2 separate regions of the Bicyclus anynana genome follow, and region 1 is linked to region 2. Evidence: chromatin contacts called from public Hi-C data. All regions are on one chromosome and are shown on one strand. The core of a region is the stretch at or near the end of the contact, and the rest is flanking DNA. Distances in the headings are between cores, read along the strand shown.

Region 1 (4,804 bases), core at 1,760-4,259, 45 kb after region 2:
AACATTAAAAAGAGAAATATTATGTAATGTTAATTATAAAATGGTTGGTAATTGTTGGTTATTATTTAATAAGTTAATAAATAAAGATAAATTCATATTATTCAGAATAAAATTGTTACATAAATATCTGAAAGATAGAGGTATGATAAAGAACAACAGAAATGTTTTAATTGGTGTGGTAGTAGACATTATTTCAATTCTAATTGTATATTATATTACAGTCTCATTGGTACAGTGGTAAGCCTATTTGGCTTCAGATCACAGGGCCCTGGGTTCAAATTCTGGGTCAGGTCTTTGATTACCTTCATTATATTTTCAGTGAAAATTATCAGTCAGGAAGTTGGTGATGTTACCACATGGTTCAATTTAACATTATAACACTATCACCACTAAACAGCATTGGAGCAGTGTGGTGGGTCTCAGCCCCATATCCCATTTAATATAAGGAGGGAGGTCTGGCCCTAGAGTGGGCTGGTAAAAATGAATTGTATATAGGATCAAGTAGGTCTTACCATCTTTATTTTTATCCAAATGGGAGAACTGCAGCTTCAAGTTCTTTTCATGCTCCCTCACATAATGTATAAATTCTGATAGAGTTACATCACCAGGGTCTTTTCCAGTTTTGGCGAGAAATTTCTGAAATTAAAAGAATTTAATTTATCCCACAATATTTCCTTATATTTTATCCTTCACAATATTTTATCCTGCAAAAAACTGGACTGCCATGTGAAAGTGGCGTTAGTGTTCCAGTATGATGTTGGGTGTAACCTCTATGTAGGTCTGTTATATATGTAGACAATAGACATAGACCATAGCTCATTAGCTCTCCTCACTCATGTGTAAAATAAATCTAATCATAAGAAAATATCTCTAACATACAAAATATTGTCTCAGTTTTTCTCAAGGTGATATGTTATGTCAACGAGATAATCTTTTCAGATTTTCAATGTACTCATATTACATGTTGCATGCAAAATATAATTTATATATAAGGAAAATCAGTAATTGTATTTTTTTTAAAGAATATTTGCCATATATTTTAAATATAACCAATATTCTCATTCCCTTCTAACTAGTTGGGAAAGACTGTATTAGGAGTGGGTACCACAATAAACCAACAGGGCGGGGATCGAACCATCACCCCGCAGTGTTAAATCTGACCGCTGTTACTGTTGAGCTATTAAGGCTTCTAACAGGAACATTATAGTAAGTATTCTTTAAAATAATTTTGGTTAATGGTTAAAACAGTGCAAACTTTTAACCCCTATTTTACTCTTCTTCTATTTTCATTTTAGGGTCAATAAGTACCTTATGTTTTGCTCCTAGGTAACAAAGTTAACAAAGAGACAGACTTACTATCTCATTTATAATATTAGTATATATACATTTTAAAATTTCCATCTGACATGGCATGATGTTTGTTCCCATAAATATAAAAGCTTAAATGAGGAAACGCTTCACTGGAATTAGGATGTGTTAATTTACTTTACTTGGTTACCATAATTTTCAATTTACAAAAGTCAATGGAATAGTTTAGTATGTCACGTGTCTCAAACGGTGAAGGTAAACATCATCAGGAAACCTGTGAAGTCTACCAATCTGCATTGGGCCAGTGTGGTGGACTATTGGCCTAACTCTCTCATCCTGAAAGGAGACTCTCGAGCTCAGCAGTGAGCTGAATATGGGTTAATAATGGTGATGAACAATTAAGCTGTGCAGTTATTATAGTATCTGAAATAATACATGAACAATTTGTGTTTTATCAACTCAATTATTTTTTGTGTTGTTTACTCTACATAAAGTCTCAAAATATAGAACAATCTCTGACCAACAAAAGCAACAGAAATTGCCACTCCAGAAGACATTCAGTACGATATTCATGGAGGAGAATGAGAAATGAAACTCAGCTATGGCTCAACTAGTTTTATAAATATACAATTTATTTCTAAAATCTGTAAAACAGGTCTACCAACTGCCAACACCACACTTCATTTTATAGATTATGTAATAGCAGTACTGTAAGTTTATAAAAAAATTAAATATTTGTAATTATGAAGTGTGAAATTTCATAATGAACTCAAAAAACACTGATACCTGACATAAATAATCATGAATGAGGTCATTAAAGTAATTTATTTGTATCTACCATGCATATTATTTATATGATTCATTTAAATGTAGGTATACAAACTTAGTTAGGTACCTATTTCTACTCAAACAGAGTTAGCCTAGCATGGTCTGTCCGTAAAGTTCAGGAGAAAATTGTACTTCCAACTTTATTGTTTGCCAGTATTTGTTCAAAGTAATTTCACCTCTTACGTGTATTATTTATTTTAAATGTTATAATATTATTTTTTTGTACTTAATATGTGGTATGTATGATTAGATGATTACTAATTATCCATAAGCAAAATAATTATTTTGCTTATTGAAATTAGTAATAATTTCCATTGAACTGAGTGATGATTAATAAAGAATAATTAAAAATTAAAAAGATAACCGTGTTCTTAATTTAAAGAACAGTCGACAAGTTGGTGACGTACGAATAAATGAAAGTTAAAACTGTTGTAATGATGTACCGTTAGTTAGCAAAGTTAATTTTCAGATTCTAACCTCTGCGTAACTCCTATTAATGTGTGGGGCCAACTCCTTAAGCGCAACAGACAGGTCGTGGATATCAATTTTTCCATTTCCATCGGTGTCTAATTTAGAAAATAGCTTTTCTAGTCTTTCTTCGTCTTCTTTTGGTAGTTCTTCTATTTCCAAAGGTGGATGGCACTGCACCATGGTGACTGTTCTCGGCGTAAGTACTATTGCTTAAACAAGTTAAAATGTCTTGTACGTATTTGGGGGCATACATTACTTTAGCCTAATATATGAAAAATACTACTAAAATCATTTTTGCGGAATCTCGCGATTCTCATTTAAAAGGGAATTTTGAAATTTGACAGGTATCTTCCGACTTCCTGCTTAGGCACCACGGCACTACTGGCTACTGGTAGTGGTAAATACTACACTAACTACTACATAGGTAAAGTAAGTAGGTTGCAAACTTCAGTATCAGATGTTGGCATACTTTACCCACACAATGATAAATTATACAGCACTGCGGCGAATGCTAGCGACATCTCCATTTGTTTTCGTCAACTAAAAATTGTCTATTGATAGCCAAAGACCAATAGCAAATTTTAATTATAATTTAAAATGTCACTTCATCATTAACAATATTAATATATTTCATTAACAATGCAACATTGCTTAAGATATATTAATGGTGAATGTAAAGTAGTCGTAGAAATTAAGGGTCCGCGGGAACAGTTTTAGAACTTATCAAGAGATGGCGCATTTTTATTTTAATAGATATTTAATTTGTCTTTACTTCTCAGTTTCGAAAGCTATACTACCACATAAATGCACATAAAATGAGTGTGACATCTATGAGAAGTTAATAAAAATGGAACTAACTAATAAACTCGCTGTGTGGCAGCACCAGCACCACATTTACTGTCACTATCACAATGATCTGCCATTATAGAACAACTAAATTAGTATTGATAGTTTTGTCAGATTATTAAAATCATAGTGGGAATTATTCGAAGACCAACTACAATAAATAATTTTATTTATATAAATGAGATTGACTTCAATTTAATAAATGCAAATCATGAAATCAGCTATCATAGTACCCTCACATGATGCTTTCTTCGGGGCTAGATATATATATTGGATAAAAATAGGTATTATTTTCAATCATCAGATCATCATTAATATACAAACATAATATTACCTGCGTATAGAGCAAAACGTGACGTAATAGCCCAGTGGATATGACCCCTATCTTCGATTCAGAGGACTTAGGTTCGCATCCGGTCCGGGGCATGCACCTCCAACTTTTCGGTTGTGTGCATTTAAGAAATTAAATATCACGTATCTCAAATGGTGAGAAAATCTGCATACCTCATTTTCTCAATTTTCTACCAATCTACATTGGGACAGCGTGGTGGACTATTGGCCTAACCCCTTTTATTCTGAGGGGAGACTCGAGCTCAGCAGTGAGCCGAATATGGGATGATACTGATGATAGAACAAAATATCAATGACTAGCGGACGCCCGCAACTTCATCCGCGTGGAATTTAGTTTTTCACAAATCCCTCGGGAACCATGGATTTTTTCAGGATATAAAGTAACCTATGTGTTAATCCACAGAATAGACATCGCTAAAAGCTAACGCTTTTAGCAATAGAAGTAGCATAGGGGCGTGGCCCGCTTACACCCGGGTGTGCGGAGCTTCGCAAGCCTATCCGCGCATGTACTAGCAGTCTTGTTTCGTTGACTGACACGTTACGTCCTGCGGTTGTCAAATTCGGTAAATGAAAATAATTAAAAACGATTAGAAAAATGCTGTATTGTGCCGTTTTGGAATACAAAAATGATAGCCGCCACAAACATGTATCAAATTATGGTGTCTCGTACCATCGTTAAGACGTATTTTATTATATTTTCATTAAAATATGAAAAAATAATTTTACTCAAAGTCACAAACTAAAATTAACTTTACGGGAATAGTACTAAAGTTTACTTTATTTTAATACAAGTTCGATTTTCTCGAAGATTCTGTTGACACCAGTGGCCATACATTTGCTGCGTCAACAACAACAGCAAAACTATCATAAATCAAAAATATACAAAAATGATTTTATTGCAATAATTCTTCTATTCCTAATTAAATGTATTAATTATTAATATTAATAATTCTTGTTATTTTATATTTATATAATAATAAATAAATATACGATTATTTTA
Region 2 (4,838 bases), core at 738-3,237:
GGCTGAAATAAAGATAGAGGACGGAACGACTCTCTAAGGGTGCCTTCTATGAGACTCGGACCTCGGCTGAGGGCCATTCGGGAGAGAGTAACCGTGACCTGAGTGAATCAGTCGCCAAGGTCGTGAGTTAGAAACCCACGTCCTGGTGACGTTAGATATCGGGACCTCGTCTTCGCCGGCGAAGACGCTGTGTAGCTTGTGATTGTGTTGCATTGTCGGTCGTCATGTCATCGTCTGGATCGTAAAGGACGTTTTTGCGACGCCTCTGCTTGAAGTTAGCCTTAAGGGAATGTAGTTGTAGGCCTCAACTACTAGTTGGTTGGGATTGATGGCAGCTCTGTCGAAATAGCTTCGAGAGAGTATACAAATGTATCAATTCTTTCACAGCCTCAAATTAAAACACGTCTCTCAACCATGTGTCCCAGTTATTTTGGGCACATCACACGCCATGATAACAACTTGGAAAAAAGTTATTGTGATGGGAAATGTGGAAGACAAACGACAACGAAGTAGATCTCCAACCCGATGGATGGATTTAATTTTATGTTTTCGACTATTATTACCACCATTAGATTAATTTAAATTATGACATAATTTGACTTTTCAAAAATGTTTGTATGCTAAGCCTAATTGAAATAAATGAATTTTGATGGTCGGATCTTCTCAAGGAAAGAAGAGCCCGCACCTTTTACAGTGCCGTCCAAATGGCCAGCGACCGGTACTCCATGGAGGAGCATTGTATACCGAAAAATGACTCGCCAAGGTGGTCACGATCCTCAGTCATGAGGGACCAACTGGAGCGAGAAAGTAATGAGATTAAACGTATTGTGATAAATATAGTATATCTTCGAAAACAATTCGATTTGTATTGTGGTAACATCGATCTCATATCAAAAAGTGGATGCACAATCAGCGACCAAAACACGTCCCCACTCAATGAGTGCCAAACAGAACTTCTTGGCACTTAATTCAAGTAGTCGCATTTGCAAATTCCACCTTAAACTGAATTTTTAAGGTTGAATTTGTTTCTGAATTTAGGATTTTATTGAATAATGGACTTTATTTAAAAAGGTGTAATTTTCTTTACCAATAATTCTAAAACCGTCAAAGCAAAATTGGCCAGTTTTTAAGTGAAATTTCCTACATGATTGTGCGTCCTTTTATTATAAGAGGTCAATGGGTGGTAATAATATCGGCCAGAATTAGAAATGACATTCAGCACCAAATCTATTGCCAGCTTTGATTTTAACTCCCTGTCAAAATATTAACATTATTCAATCTAATAATAATACATTTAATAAATAGGCAGTGATCGTAATTCGCGTATTGCAAGGTCCTTCTGAAGCCTAATGACCGGTTGGTGGCATCAAAGCTCTGCCGAATCTTGTTATACATTTTAATTTTATTTGTAGTTTACATTAAAAATTATGAATAATAATAAAATGAAAAAAACAAAATAAAAATAAATAAACGAGAAAGTGAAATATTTAAAAACAAAAAGTAAGGATATGTTTGGAAATAAGGTTAGAATGTTGGGGACAAAACAATAAAAAAAGAAAATAAAAAAAATATATTTTTTTTAATTACATTACTCATCACAGATGCATTATTACGTCATATTACACATTCACACCGTTTCAATTTCATTTAAAAGTATCAACTGTTAAAAAAAATTAAAATTTACCTACTACACATTTAAAACAATTTCTTTCAGAGCTACTGAAATTCAAAATTGGAATATAATATTAACAAATAAAATAAATAATTAATTAACTTAACAGTTAACATACACGAGAGCTATTTACATTAAAATGCAAAGTGTCCTACATATGCTTAGATTAGAATGTGATGTTTCCTCGAGCCAGGTCGCAGTCGAGTTAGTGAGTGGAGCTGTGGCGGCGCTGGGCCGCGGAGGGGGGGCGTGACGTCATCACGTCATGTTGACGCCGAGCGAGCGGCTCGCGTACTCGTAGACTACGTACGAGATGGACACGGCAGGGATCACTTTGATGAAGTTGGGTGTGATCCCACGGTACAGGCCGCGGATCCCTTCGCGCTGGACGATCTCGCGAAACGCGCCGCGCATCGTGCCCTCGGCGCCTTTCGCGGCTTTCTCTGTAACAACACGCATACCGTATTGTATATAAATTAAGAGTATGCTAATAGTAACGCAATTTTTTAAAAGCAACAGGGTATCTGCGATCATTACTTTCGGAGCTACAGGGATTTAAATGGTCAGATTTGCGGCGCTGCCGCGGATCCCTGAAAAACGAACCATACACAATGGTACGAATTAATGACGTCGTAGGTATATAATGTAACCAAAGCACAAAGAAATCATTACACATTCCTCTTATTAGTATGGGCGTTCAAACGAAATTACTAATACGAGTATCTTTGTTATTTGTGCGTTTATGTTTGTAGATCTTTTATTAAAAAAACGTCACATTTAATGTGAGGAAGCTAAAACTGTATGAATTTTCATCTAATTACGATAAAAGAATTTTAATAGGTTTTGAAATTTTATAATCTTAATTGCTTTACAAAAATCCAGACAATCTTTGTTATTTATGTATAAATTAGTTAACAATGACCTTATTTATCCGAATGTACCATAAAAATCAATATATTCAAACCTAGTCATCATTCCCATACACATCATCATCATCATTATCAGCGGCGTGAATAAAGGTATTTAAATAGAGTAGGCACCAATGATATTTTTTATTTGTCTCACTGGTTTATATACTTCTTCAAGTTAGGTAACCTGGAAGAAATCGCTATTAGTGATAAGGTCGCCTCTTAAAATGGTCTCACTGCATATTATCTTTAGTTCTAAAATTTTGTATGTTTATATATTATGTTTGTTGCAATAAAGTTATTTAAATAAATAAATTGTATACTAGAGTTGTCTCAGTTTTGACGCGCTAGTGCTCCACCTAAACATCGTCTTCAATGTCGAGTTGTGTGTTCAGGAAGTGTAAAAAATGGCGATTGCCTGTAGATGTGAGATTGCCATAAGCCATTGTGTGTGGAAAAATCTCAGAGAGTGGACCGGGATCGCGAGCGCCGCACAATTATTTCGCCTCGCAAAGGATTGAGACGAGTTCAAGAAACTGACTGCCTGAGTTGAAGAAACCTTCGCTAGTCGGAGAGGCACCTTAAGAAGAAGATTGTGTATTGGACCCTTAAGATGGTAGTGTTAAAACAGAATAGTACCTTGCGCTTGCAACCTCGTCCGCACCAATGCCAGCGGGTAGGAGCACACTTGGCCCAGCGTGCACGACGTGCTGCCGCACGCCAGCAGTAGCAGCACCCCCGGCTGCTCGTTGTGCGCCTGGTACTTGTTGATGTACTTCTTCTTCAGGGTCTCGTACACTGCGAGATCGATGCCGGCGTAAGGCACTATCCCCAGGATGTTTGGAATGTATCCTTTGTAGAAACACTTCAGTCCTTCTCTAGCATATATCTTCCTCGCTGCATCCATGATGCCGCTATATTGGCCAGTTTTTCTTAAAGCTAATCTTGTCTTTAGCACCTCTAGTGGGTAAATCACAGTTTGACTAATCGCGCCGGCTGTGGCACCGGCCGCGAACCTCTCATATATCTCTAGCGGTTGATTATTCTTCTCTCCTTTTATTAGACGTTTGACTTGCTCGTACGCGGCGAACTTTAACGCCGATTCTGGCGCTATTTTTATTACATTTATACCGTTACCTCGCCACAGACCGCTAATACCTCCTTCGTTTATCATTTTCGCTAAGCATTTCGTCATATTTTCTCTAGTTGGATTCACCTGAAAAACCAAAGCACAAAGAAATCATTACACATTCCTGTTATGAAATGTTCTCCAAGATTATTTTTAAAAAATCTTTTGAATAGCTGGCTCGTTGTTACAATAGTTCACCTATGTAGTTTCGGATAATGAAATCCTAAGGATCTAATCCTGGGTCAAGCTGTGAAATATTTAGCTTTTGTCAAATATTTAGTAGCAGCCCGAGGTGGAAAGTCGGTGGTACTCCCTCGGACACGTTAATCTAACGGGCCGATCACAATTTGATACTGATTGCTATCATGTTTCATTATGAGTTTGATAGTGCAGCTTTAGTGGATTTAAGCTTTATATCCTATCCTTTAATGAAGGCCTGCTTTGTAAAGGGCCGCTAACAGCCTGATAGTGTTGATCAACGATCAATACTATCCTGACGGCTGAGATATGTTACACTGTGAATATTGTCCCTGCGTTCTTCTTGAAACCCTTTTTTTCTTATGAAATGCAGTAAAATCGTTTTCATGTTTTACAGTGCTTGTTTACTGTATATACAATATACATTATAGGTTAATGTGTATGATGAATATATTATATGTATGTATATTCATCTGCTATTGCAGTGCATATTTCAAATATTATTGATTACTAGCAGACGCCTTGCGGTTTCATCCGCGTAGTTCGCGATCCCGTGGGAATCATAATTAACAAACAATATCACCACAGAGAGGTATTGGTTCAATTCCCGCCCGCTGGACTATTGTCGTACCCACTCATAACACAATATATTCCCGTTCACAATTTTCAATCAGTTTATCTAACAGTGTTCACAATCTTACGGTGGCATATAAATAAAATGTTTTATCTAATGTATGTATGTCATCATCATCATAATCAGCCGATAGACGTCCACAGCTGGACATAGGCATCTTGCATGGACTTCCAAGCACAACGGTCTCGAACCACAAGCATCCAGCGGCGGCCTGCAACCCGCTTGCGCCTGCGACCAACTATGCGTTATCCGGGGTCACCATTCCAGCACCTTGGGACCCCAACTACGAGGCCTGCC

The links. Hi-C and Micro-C count contacts between places; a contact is called where the count stands out from the background.
Region 1: a contact with region 2 is called in a Hi-C map of whole body, with 3 times the contacts expected there. The contact joins the promoter of LOC112053841 here to the enhancer-like site in region 2. A contact is called at or near these places in 2 of 2 Hi-C or Micro-C datasets (whole body and whole larva).

The regions. Positions count from the first base shown.
Region 1 is chrZ:12,625,724-12,630,527 of ilBicAnyn1.1, forward strand. It overlaps LOC112053841 (calcium-binding mitochondrial carrier protein SCaMC-2), which reads right to left and starts at 3,010. Exons shown (of 7, transcript XM_024093405.2): 1 at 2,614-3,010; 2 at 513-636. The coding sequence starts at 2,787.
Region 2 is chrZ:12,581,629-12,586,466 of ilBicAnyn1.1, forward strand. LOC112053841 (calcium-binding mitochondrial carrier protein SCaMC-2) reads right to left here. Exons shown (of 7, transcript XM_024093405.2): 6 at 3,220-3,796; 7 at 1,556-2,115. The coding sequence ends at 1,931. Among protein-coding and RNA genes, the nearest start is that of LOC112053845, 8.9 kb to the left of the region's middle. Within about 2 kb of position 1,988, at least 1 of the 8 cell types and tissues checked has open chromatin away from gene starts, as enhancers often do.